Linked DNA regions of Anas platyrhynchos: region 1 is linked to region 2. The links are chromatin contacts, called in public Hi-C maps. All regions are on one chromosome and are shown on one strand. Each heading gives the region's core, a stretch centred on a gene start, on an enhancer-like site or on the middle of the called end of the contact. The rest is flanking DNA. Distances are from core to core; before and after follow the strand shown. Region 1 holds the start of AR (androgen receptor). Region 2 overlaps OPHN1 (oligophrenin 1).

Region 1 (5,847 bases), core at 2,153-4,652, 84 kb before region 2:
CACAAAAAGGGTCCAAGTGAACAATCCATAACGTGTTTTTTTTTTAATTTCTTTCTACATAAAAGTATAGACTCACTTAAGAGACAGGCACTTTTCTGAAAAATACATAGGATCATACTGCTGCTTGTTTTTTAACTTATTTGATAATCAAAAATAAAGCTTAGCTTACATACAGAAAAAAATATACATTTATATAGACTTTCCATAAACTGTGCCCATTTTACTATGTTAAAATACAGCTTTCAGAATTTAAGATGTAAACGGATATTGTGGCTGACTGCTAAACTACGGAAAGTAATTTTATGGAAAGATTTAATGAAAATTGTAAAAGAACTTTGAAATGCTGAAGGCTTACATTTTAAGAAGATTGTAACTGCAAATAAAATGCTGTCTATGCATTGTAAATGCAATAGCAGTTCAATTGTTTCTCTTTCAGACAAGACTAATGATTAAAATACATGAAGCCTTTAAAAAATACGGTTCACAGTCATACACGTACACACCCAGAAAGCCCATTAGATGTTAATAATTCTAAAAAGAAACGTGAATATCAGGAAAATAAGGTGCTCACAGGATACCTTTTCAGGAAATAAGAAAGGAAGAAAGGAAGGAAGGGGGGGTGGAGGAGAGAGAGAGAGAGAGAAAGAAAGGGAGGAAGAAAGTGAAAGAAAGAGGAAAGAGAAAAGAGAGAAAGAGAGACAGACAGAGCGGCTTCTTCAAATTTATGTGAAGGTCTAATCACAAAAGTGCCTCTAAAATAATTAATCTTAACCAAATAGACAGTAAGTCAAAACTAAGATGTTGGCTCTGTAAACTGAGAAGGACATAAAGCATTTTGCAGTCTTCCTTTATGCACGTCTGTTGTGATTAACATCTTGCAAACCCAGGCAGCAAACCTCAGACTGGGTGAAAATACATGCATCTGCGGAGTTTGCAAAGACACAAGAAGCCGGGAGAACACCACGAGCAACAGGGCAAACACTAACCCAAAAAGCAGAAAGCCAGGAATACACATGCAAAGGCACAAATATATCCAAGCCCGTACAGAAAAGCTTACTTCAGTATAAAAAGTCTCACTTCTATCTAGGTCTTCATAGCCCTTGGTGTTCTCAGTGCATACAGACTGAAGCTACTTCCTTCTTGGTGGGCACGGTGGTGTCAAACGCAGTTCTCACACGGCTTATTGAAATCACACATGCGAATAGTCCGCTCTTGGTCTAAAACACAAAACCAGCTGTTTCTTAAGCAATGTTATGCCACATCTCTGAGCCTCAGCTTTCTTCAATACATTTCTTGATACTAATCATGTGAATCCTCCCCTCGTTGTCTTCCAGAGTCTGTATATTTTACTCCAGAGGCTTGAAAACTATTTGACGCTGAAAGAGCAAAGACACCGGAATCCACATCCACTTGGCAGGTATCTGCATGGATTTGTGGCAACAGCAAATCTTTCAGAACAGTGGCTTTTTTTCTTTCTTTTTTTTTCTTTCTTTTTTTTTTTTTTTTTCCCTATCCTTTACAGGGGATACCATCATACGACTGGTTGTTACTCCTGCTTATTTGCCATCATTTCTGAAGTGCTGAGCAGCTCTCCAGTAACTCTAGGCCTTTATTACTGTGTAGCTGTTACAAAGGGTAAGTTCATGCACTCATCTGCGTAAAAGAGGAAAAAAAAAAGTTCTTTGAACTATTGGTACTAATCTTTCAGAAAATCCAACTAAAGCTTTATACCAGCTTTTTGGAAGAATGCATATAGGCTTATTTGTGCAGGAAAACACTTCTCTCACAAGCCTACCCACGAAAACGTATCTTACATGCAGGCTTTTTCCCACATGGGTACCCGAAAAACAGCTTGTAGCACAGCTGACACTCAGCCACATGAAATTCCCCTTGGGTCTACTGGTTCCTTTGCATCCATCTGGAAGACCTCTGATCCCATCCCGTGGCATTACCTTTCCTCATACCTTCAGCTGCAGTTTTTTGTTAGTTGCAGGGCCAGGCAATGCGTGAGTCACCGGGCTGGAGGTTCTGGGCCACGTCTCAAGCCCAGCAGGCTGATGAGCCCACGTGAAGCTCAAGCTGGGCCCATCTCTAGTGATCCAGGTGGGACCGCTGAGATCTACGTGTTTAAATACACGCTGTGCCCATATTTTACAGCATCTCCCTCCATTTTTATGTTTTGAGGTTTCAGCTGTGTTTCTTTGTTATTTGAAGGGTTATACTGGTTGTTTGGTGTTTCATCCATACTGTAAGCCTGTAAAGAGGCTTCAGCCCTGCTGCTGCAGGCACGGGGAGCAGTGGGGGGCCTGAACCGATGCCATCATCACCTCAGACACTGAGGGGTTGCCTCCTCCATCTACTTTGCTCACAGGAGGCAGGGTGTGCTTACCACTCAGGCAGTATGGAGGTCATTGCCAAATTTTGCTTGGCTATAACTCCTTTTTTTTTTTTTCCTTACTATCTTCCATGGCTTGTAAAAATGCTTTTAAAAGACTGAACATGATTCTTCATTCTCCCAACTGGCTCCACTTCTCCATTTTCTCCATTTGCAACAAATCATTACTTTTCTCCCTCTGTCTCCAAAGACGTTGAAATTAATGGGCTTATTTCAATGTATGTCAGATGAGTATAGTTCCATTATAAGGTTTCCTGGGAATGGTGCCTACCAGAAAAAAGAGTTGCTTTAGGATTGTTATTACAGTGCCAGTAAGGGGAGCTCAAGTCTTGTTTACAGTAGGTCCTACACTAACTATGTCTGCTAGCTCTTTGGTCTGTTTTAAGACCTTGTGTGAGAGCGGAGCACCTGCTGTCACTTGCTGGTGGATGTGGAGTTTGTTCCAAAACGGGGAGCAGAGGAAGGCGGGGGCAAACCCTTTGCTACTCGCTGACTGCAGCACAACAGCCATTCTGTTTCTTGGTGAAACCAAGGACCTGGGCCTTTGCGCTTTATTTATTTATTTTTTATGTACGTATTTTTGTAATTGTTTAGGTGAAAACTGTGCAGGTACTGAAGTTGAAAAGACCACCTTAGTACAGCCCGGCTGGAATAAGTTTTGATCCCCATGCCGGTGCCCAAACAGAGCGAATGCCGCTTTTCCCGAGTTCCCCCCAGCCGCGGGGATTCCTCTGGGTGAACCTCAGCCGTAGGAAAGCCCAGGTCGAAAGGGACCTCGGCGATGGTCCCGTAAAACCCGAGCCCGGGCAAGGCTCTAACCAACACCGTGCCCAGCCCAACCCCGGCATCCTCCAGCGTCGGAGCGCGGGCGGCCGGGGCCGGGGGCAGCGGGGCAGGACCGGGCGGCCCCGGGGGGCGAGAGCGGCGGCGGGGCTGCCGCTGCCCCCCCTCGCCCGCTCCGCTCCGCCCCGGCCGTGCCGCGCCGCGGGGCGCTCGCCCGGGGGCTGCGGCGGCGGCGACCCCGATCCGCCCGCGGGGGCCAGCGCCGGGGGCGGCGAGGCGCCGAGCCCAGACACCGCGGCGAAGGCGGGCGGCGGCGCTGCGGCTCCGCGGGGCTCGGGCTCGCCGCCCCCGCCGCCCGCCGGGGAGCGGGGGGCCGGGCAGGGCAGGGCAGGGCACGGCGGGCGCCGCGTCCCTCCGCGGCGAGAGTTACCGGATTAATCATTGCAGAGACCCTGGGCCGAATTCGCGGCGTGGGGCGGTCTCCCTCGCTGCACCTCCTCTCCTCCGCAAGCCAGCCTCTCGCTCCCGCTCTCCCCGAGCCGCGGATCAAAAAGAGCAAAAGCGGCCAGCCGCGGCAGTCAGCGGCGGGGCTCGGGGCCGCGCACCTGCCCGCTCCGCCCGGCCCCAACTTTCGCCGCCTGTTGCGGGCGCCGAGCATCCCGCCCGCCGCGCTCCCCGCCCCGCGCCCGCCGCTCCGCCGGGGATGGCAGCGGCGGGGCAGAGCCGCCGCTAGCCGGGGCCGCGGCTGGCCGCCCGGGGGCCGCCGCTCGGGCTCGGGCTCGGGCTCGGGCTCGGGGTCGCCGTCGTTCCCCCCCGCCTCGCCGCCGCCCGGCGCACCGCGGGCATGGAGGTGCAGCTGGGGATCGGGCGCGTGTACCCGCGGCCGGCGGGCCGGACCTTCCGCGGGGCTTTCCAGAGCTTCTTCCAGAGCGTCTGCGAGGCGTTCCAGGCTCCGGGCGCCGCCGCGCCGCGGGAAGAGCCGGGCACCAGCCACCAGGCGCCGGCGTGCGCCGCCGGCCCGCCGAGCCCCCGGCCGCCGCCGGCCGTCTCGCCCGCCTTCCTGCCGCTGCCGGAGCCCCGCGGGGCCGCCAAGGCGCTGCCGGCCGCCCGCCCGGCCATGGGCTCGCCCTTCCCGTGCGCCGGCGACCTGAAGGAGCTGCTGGGCGAGGCGGGCGCGCTGCCGCCGCTGCTGCCGCCCGAGGCCGAGCCGGCGGCCGGCCGCGCCGAGCCGGCGCCCAAGGAGGACTTTCTGGGCGACAGCGCCAAGGAGCTCTGCAAAGCCGTGTCCGCCTCCATGGGCCTGGCCGTGGAGGCGCTGGAGGCGCCCGGCGAGCTGCTGCCCCGCGAGGACTGCATGTTCGCCCTGCCCGGGGGGCCGCCCCGCGCCCCGCGCCCCGCCGCCAAAGACCCTCCGGAGCCGCCGCCCGCCCCGGCCGCCTTCAAGGGCAGCGGCGGCGGGGAGCCCGGCTTGGCCGTCGACGTGCCCGCCGGGCTGGCCCTGTACCGCGGCTCCCCGCCGCCCGAGGAGCCGCCGGCGCTGCCGGGCCGCGACTGCTTCGCGCTGCCGCCGCCGCCCGCCCGCATCAAGCTGGAGAGCCCCCCGGAGCCCGCGCCGGGCGCCGCCTGGGGCGCGCCGTGCCGCTTCGGCGCCGAGCTGGCCCCGCCGGGCCCCGCGCCGCCCTGGCCGTCCTTCTTCGCCGACGAGGGGCAGCTGTACGGGCCGTGCTCCGAGCCGCCCGCCGGGCCCTTCGCCTGCGGCCGCGGGCCGCCCGCCGAGCCCGCCGACTTCCCCGCCGACGCCTGGTACCCGCTGGGGCGGCCGCCCTACGCCGCCCCCGCCGCCTGCATCAAGAGCGAGCTGGGGCCCTGGGCCGAGGGCTACGGCGGCTACGGCGACGCGCGGTGAGTACCGGCGGGCAGCCCCGCACCGCCCCGCAGCGCGCTCCCCGCCACCCGGCCCCGCCGTGCGCCGGGCGAGCCCCGCAGCGGCTCCGGCTTCTCCCCGAGCCGAGCGGGCGGCGAGCGGGCGGCAGGAACGCGGCACGCGCCTCGCTGCTCCGCGCCGGGCACGGGCAGAAGATGCGGGTTAGGTAGAGCGGCACGGAAAAGGAGGAGCCGCTTAGGCGCGTGAGAAGGGCTCGTGCAGAAGTAGTTTTCCGTGGTGGATTAGCCTCAGCAATCAGATCAGCGGGCTCTGAAATAGGTACGTGCAACCCGAAAGAGCGGGGCGTACGTTGCCACCCTTCGCTGCAGCAGAGCGTTTTACTGTTTGAGAGAATCACTGCAGCTGGCAGAAACCGGGAGTGAGAAAAGGACTGCGAAAGGATTTCTTCTTGAATTTTAAAAAAGAAAAGAAAACAAAAACCAGAAACAATGAGCTACCGGCTCAGATGTACCCCAGCCACAGGTGGTTGGTATGGCCTCAGTTTGGGTTTGTATCTTTGGAGTTTCATACTTGCCTGCTCACTGTGTAGTGGGATCAAAGATTAAAATGGACAATTAGATTTTCCCTTTAAATTAGCACAGGACAAACACATCACACTTTTGCTTCTGGGCTTTTTTTGCTGCTCCGAAATGCTCGTGTTTTTATTTGGACAGTGCAGTATTTATCAGCTACACAATAATGGATATTTTGTGTAGAAGTGGCTCGGGGAAAAAAATGGATAAAA
Region 2 (6,253 bases), core at 1,675-4,174:
AGGTTCCGACAGGTTCCTGCAACAACCAGAGAGAAAACTGAGCTCTGCGAGGCCGCCGTGACCTGCTTACAACCGATCGCAAAGCAAAACGGTGGGCAAACCTGCTCGCCCCCAGCCCACCAGTTCCCCACAGCATCTCCCCCCAGATGGCATTGCAGGACGTGGCATTTCTACAACAGGCATACTTCTCATGAGAAGAAAAGGAAAAAGAGCTATTCCCCTTCCCAAAGCCTTCGCTGCTTCGTCTGCGGTTGCAGCAGGCAGATGTTCCCACCTGGCAGCGCTCCCCACTTCCCACCCGGCCAGCCCCAGGCTGCTCTGCCCGCCCCGTTACCTGAGATAAAACTTCAGCGAGCTGGTAATCGTCTTGATGTCCCAGTCGCTGCTTTGGAGATCTACATCCCCTGGACATTTTGGATCTGGAGGAACAAAACGGCTTTAAAATAAGACTCATTTTGAGGTTGTTAACAAAAGCAAGCCCTCAGGGAGGGTACCCACTTGAGAGAGACAAAGCTAGAGCAGCACGTGAAGAAAGCTGCTCATTCTCACAAGGGGGAAAAGCAGAACAGCAGTACTGGCACCAGTATTTCAGGAAGGCTGTTACTCAGGGTGAAGAGAGTGGTGCTAACCAGGGGCAAAGGCAGAAGCAAAGGCAGTATTTTAACAGTCAGCAAGGCGCATTCTCTAGTTTGTTTTTTCCTGGTGCAGTCAAAACTGGCAGAAACCATACATCCTAGCAGCTCCATGATAAGTCTTCTCATACCCAACATAATCCAACTTTCCAGCTCCATCCCCTCCCTCCCAGCAACACCCTTAAGGCTGCTCTGGAAGCAGCCCCTCTTGCTGCAGAGAGGAGGGACATGCAGAAAGAAGCAGAGCTGGGTGGAATCACGCTTTGCTCCTGCCTGCCCCTGACCAACCCATCGTCTCTGCAGAACGATGGAGTGAAGGACACGGGTGGAAGAGGGGGGTCAGCTGGACTGAGGAAACAAACTGCATACTGATTTTAAGAAAGAAAGAGGACTAGGGACAGAAAATCGACCTCCTTACTCAAGTTCAGGAAGAAATTGTTCTGCGGCAGTTTTTTCTGCTCAGTGCTGTTGGACTTTGCGTTGTGAGTTTGTACGCAGTGGGGTAGCAAGTGGTCAACCAGAGTGATGAATATTAAATAAAACGAAAAGCCACTCACAGCTGGGGTTCAGAAGGGAAAAACACAGAGCTGCTCGCAGGGAGGGTGAGAATCAAGAAGCAATAAAAACTTAGGCTAAGTAATTAGTCATCAGGCAAGCGTAACTGGATAACTGAAGTGGCTCCGTGGGAATCGGGTACAGCTCCATGTCAGCACAAACCAGCCCGTTTAATGAACAGCAACAATGGTAAGAGCAGGAACAGCCTCGGAGTACTACATTGACATCAGATGTCCGCACAGGGAGCTGAAGGAAGCTGGCGCATGCCCGAGGCATGCAGACACCAATGGAAATGTACTTTTTGCTCTAGCCCCCTCCAGCAGCCGGCCACAGGGGCTTGGCTGTGGGTGCTCGAGACCCTGGGGCCCGCAGGGCGGTGTGGCCACCTGCCCTCACCCTGCAGGGACAGGAGCGATGGCTTCGGCTGTGTCCCTGTCTGGGGGGGCACAGAAGGACGCTGCTGAGCCCTGTGCTGTTCCCACTTCTTGCATAAGGACTACCCAGTACCTAACGCGCTCGTATGAAGCGCAGGACTCAGTGCAGAAAGGCTTGCCCCAGCAGCACGTACACCGACCGGTCTGTGGGGAGAACCAGTCCCTCCCAGGTACGCTGGGCTCGGGCCGTGGCAGGCCCCGTGGGACACGCAGCTGGGGCTCTGCCCGATGGTGCCAGGCTCAGGCCGGCGTCGTGGATGCTGCGAGGAGATGGAAGCGCTGGGTCTGTCACACGTCTGCCACCTCCAGTCCTCAGAAAGCCTTCACAGCTGCCTGTCTGCTTAGGATGTTGCAAAAGCTCTCGCTGGCTCAATCTGACCTTTATGAAGAATGATTTCAGCCCTTCTGAGCAAAAACCCTAACCCAGGTGAATGGCCTCGCTGCTAAGGTACGATATGTGTCCCCACCACCGTGGGGTGAGGGAAAGGGACCCCAGGTCCCCCCTCCTGGGCTGCTGCAGGGCTGGCACCGCTGGCACCTCTGCAGACAAGCAGCTCCCGAGGCACGGCGCTGGCGGGGCACGTCCCCTGGCAGCAGTGCTGTCTGAACACCAAGATCCTTGGGACCATGCTGCTAATTAACGTGGGCTAACCTCCCACCCTGTTCTCATCCCCGCTGCCTAAATAAGGATTGGGGCATTGGCTTTCACAAAGGAAACGGAGCCGGGACGGCCAGGTGGGCCCCAAATTCTGCTGCCGCTGCTTGGCTGCGGGGTGATGCTGGCCAGCCTGCGCCACGTGGAGGCGTGGAGCAGCAGCGAGGGCTCATCCCTGCTGGCCCTCGTCCCGCTCCCGGGGCCGCAGCAGAGCACACCCCGGCACGTGATGCCAAAATGCCGGAGTATTTTTAGCACAGGGTGGGAGAAGGCTCGTCCCCACAGCTCCGGGGTCACCGCCTGCCTTCAGCTCCCCGCTGCTCCCACAGCCTGAAATACGAGTTGAGCCAGCAGCAAAGGCGGTGGGAAGGGAGAGAGGACAGGGTGGGAGGCAGAAAAAAGCTCAGAAAAGCAGGGAAGGGTGTGCCGCAGCCTCATCGCGTTGTGAAAGCCGATCCTCTTCACCCTTCTCAAACAATATAAAAATATAACAGCCTAACCGCACGGAATAATTCATTCTTACCAAAAAAGGCATTCAGCAACTTCTGCACCTGGATGTTGCTGCCAACCGTTCGGTAGACGCCCTCTGTGGAGATCCCTAAGCACAACAGAGCAGAGTTAGAGCCGTCCTGGCAGAGGGCTGTCCGAAAGCACCATCTGGCGGAGCGACAGCCTGCTGGGGAGCTGCACGGCCACCCCGTCCCGGCACCCCGCATTACCCAGCCCTGTGGGGTCAGTACCCCCCCTCTGCCCCTCTCCCAGCCCCTGGGACCCGGACAGGGCTGGCTGCATCCCCCAGGGGCTTGGACATGCCAGCACCACCACCTCTCCGTGCAGCCCAGAGACTCAGATGTTAGGGAGCAATTTGTCCTGCTCGGACAGGCTGCAGGTTTGGTGAGAGCCCATACGGGGAGGTGTAGTCCCCTGCCCCGCTTCCGTCCTGCCCTTCTGCCTAACGGGCCCGAGCAATTCTTTACTGCAGCTAAACCCTGCCTCTAACCCAGCACACAGAGCGCATCCACTGCTGCTTGCCTGCAGCCTGGTGGCCACCTTCCTCTGAGCCAGAGAAACTGGGGAATGAAAACACCACAAAGGCGAAAATTCAGTCCTACCTGGAACGTGGTATGACAATACTCCAAATAACGCCTTATTTCTGCTCTTTTGGCACATGTTCTCTAATCATTTAAACAGGACTGCCTGTCAGCTAGCAGCGCTATGCTGTGGATAACGGCACACGCTCCAGGGTGATGGGAACGGGGACATGCCAGGAGGGCTGCGGGCACCTCACCTTTCGTTTCTACCGCGTTGATGCACTTCCGCACAAACTTGAAGCCGACCTCGTTCAACTCCACTGTTTCAAAGAAGGGAAGCAGTGTTAGCTGCCGGGGCACCGGCACGCGGTTACTCGCGGAAAACTGCTGGGCAGGGGCCGGGCACAGCCACCACGCAGCGCTCCGGCCCCACGCGGGCATCGGGCTGCTGGCTCCAGCTGCACCGCGTACGTGCCTCTACGGACACACGGGCGGTCTTTACATCTCAGCGAGCAATTATTAGTTTCATATGCTCTCGAGTTTTTTTGGATTTATGTTGAGCTGCAGCGTCTCCCCCTGCCCCCTCTCTGTCTTTAATAAAAGAAGTGTGAATCAGAGCCCTGCCACATGTGAATGTGTGTCTGATAATGACTTGATTAATCATTTCCAGAGCACTGCAAAATCTGCAGTTAAATCTCTTCCACATCATAGGATCACGTAATTTCTACTTATCTACTTGATTAAATTAAACAAACAAACAAAAAATAAATAAAAACCGCACAGCTTTACCTGCTGCCTGAGTAAAGAAGAACACAGGTTTTTGTTCCAGCTGATTAATCACAGACATTGTTTATGCCTGTCTTACAGGCATTGTGAAGGAGGCAGAAAGTTACCACTTTTCATAGATGTATTTCAACTTTTCTACTTCTGGTAATTTTCCAGGACATCTGGAAGGATTGTCCAGGTTGTGCTGTGAAACACCTTTCTGCTCAGTGCCAACATTTATACCGAACCTCCCCTGAATGACTGTGCTAAATACAGACTTGTTGCAGACACCAAGCGGGAGAGAGCTCTCCATTTTCTTTAATTCACAGAGGAGACTGGGAGACAAACTTCCTTGAAAGACTTATTTGTGTAATCCAGCTGGCTGGGAAAAGCCTTCTAGAATTTGGAATTTTAGTTGAAAACTCCACATTCAAATTTTTATAGTCCAAAAATCCATACCACGTTAGCAGGGTTTCAAACTAAATTTTGGTTGAAAATATTGACTTTGAGTTAGCATCTGGAAGTGAATGTAAAACATGCCTTACATTTAGACTTAAATATAATATATTTTAATTATATATATATATGTATTTTTTCTGTTAATACACAGTGAGATTTATTTAAAATCTCCTGTAGAAAAGCCAATACTTGGTGCATGTTTGCTTGCATGCTTTAAAGAAAACAGCTTTTCCCTGGAAGAAGCAGACACATTTGTACCACATTTGCATCCAGCCACGCCGCCTGTGTGGTGGGGAGCACCAGGAACCAACCCCATGCTGCCTCTGATCGCCTGCTGGAACCTTTGTTATGTGAAACATCCTCAACTTCTCTCACAGACCTCCTCTATTACTCTGGGGTGGAGAGATGCAAATTGGACTCTACCTCTGGCTCTCGCCATACCAAATCTGCACATTGCAATCAGCAACTTTTATCAGTGGCAGCTCACTCTTATCTGGCCTTGGTATCAGGCACCCTGATGAAAGAAGTTACACTGCTGCCCTGCACGTTACACAGCCAGTCTGCAGAAACGCAAGATGAGTGTATCTGCAATGAAATGCTCTGCCCGGCCGCAGGCCAGCCGCACATCAGAGGAACAGAAACAGAAATGACTCACTTTCTTCCTGCTTCGTGATGGGACTGTGGTAGATCTGAAAAAAGGGGAGGGGGTGGAGGAAGAAACAAAAAAATAATGCAACGTGACTTGACACTTTTCAAAGGAAAATGCAGCACCCCATAATCATCCAAAGCCAATCACAAAGAGCAAGACAACATCCCAAATAAAGTACTTTTATAGTTATACAAGCTGACATTATCTATGCAATAGACAAGCTTGCGGACTTCCTAAATTTCACTGGAGCAACTGTTTCTAGGAAAGGGGTTACCCAAAAACTGAACAAGGACTTTCATTTGGCCTTTAGGTACCCTGCAAAAATGACAGCTGGACAGTCTGGCACACAGTTTTTTTCTTTTTTTCCTTTTTTTTCTTCTTTATAAAAAAATATACTTAAAATGTCAAAGACATTCCTTCTTCACCCCACACAAAACACTTTTTTTTTTTTTTTAATAAAGAATAAACAGTAGGTGCCATTCTTGATGGAAATCAAGGATCTTTTATAGGTAGTAACACATCATGGAAACTGAGCAAGTACCTGCCATAAGCAAATGGCTGTCTGCTGTGAGCACATCGACCCTCCCTATTATTCCAAACTGTTTTCTCTTTAGATCAGCAGGGAAAAAGGTGTTGTTGAAGGTGCCCATGTTCCATCTCTCTGCCCCCAGGTCTCGGCAGTACATCAGCAGTGTGAGCCCTGAGCTACTCCACCCAGCAGCAAGTCAGCGAGTGCAGCCAATGCTCTCACCAGGAGCACTTTGGGGAAGGCTGCTCTCAAAAGGCGAGGGGAAACCAGGAAATGTGTTTTCCCATACTGCCCATCACGCTGTCTGTTTACAGGAAATTCTGTAAAATGTAGGAATCTGTGCTTTGCTCACATTAAAGGAAGGAAATAACAACAGCCACAGGAGCACTGGCGAGCACTTGCGCAGGGTGGCTGCTCGCAGCAGACTTTACAAACACCGCTCAGAGCAGGTATAAACAAAAAAATGCTGCCATGCAGATCTAAGAGGGAGTTTTAACTGAAATATCAATTCTTTCAAACTCTGTAAGGCCATGGATTTTAGGAA

Evidence for each region. Hi-C and Micro-C count contacts between places; a contact is called where the count stands out from the background.
Region 1: a contact with region 2 is called in a Hi-C map of subcutaneous adipose tissue, with 2.5 times the contacts expected there. The contact joins the promoter of AR here to the enhancer-like site in region 2. A contact is called at or near these places in 3 of 8 Hi-C or Micro-C datasets (skeletal muscle and subcutaneous adipose tissue).

Annotation. Positions count from the first base shown.
Region 1 is chr10:24,540,569-24,546,415 of IASCAAS_PekinDuck_T2T, reverse strand. AR (androgen receptor) reads left to right here and starts at 3,402. Exons shown (of 8, transcript XM_038184023.2): 1 at 3,402-5,080. The coding sequence starts at 4,023.
Region 2 is chr10:24,455,277-24,461,529 of IASCAAS_PekinDuck_T2T, reverse strand. It overlaps OPHN1 (oligophrenin 1), which reads right to left. Exons shown (of 24, transcript XM_038184020.2): 12 at 5,187-5,220; 13 at 3,565-3,627; 14 at 2,800-2,874; 15 at 335-419; 16 at 1-16. Among named protein-coding and RNA genes, the nearest start is that of OPHN1, 38 kb to the right of the region's middle. Within about 2 kb of position 2,924, at least 4 of the 8 cell types and tissues checked have an H3K27ac peak or open chromatin away from gene starts, as enhancers often do. A contact at or near this core is called in subcutaneous adipose tissue, where this site is marked.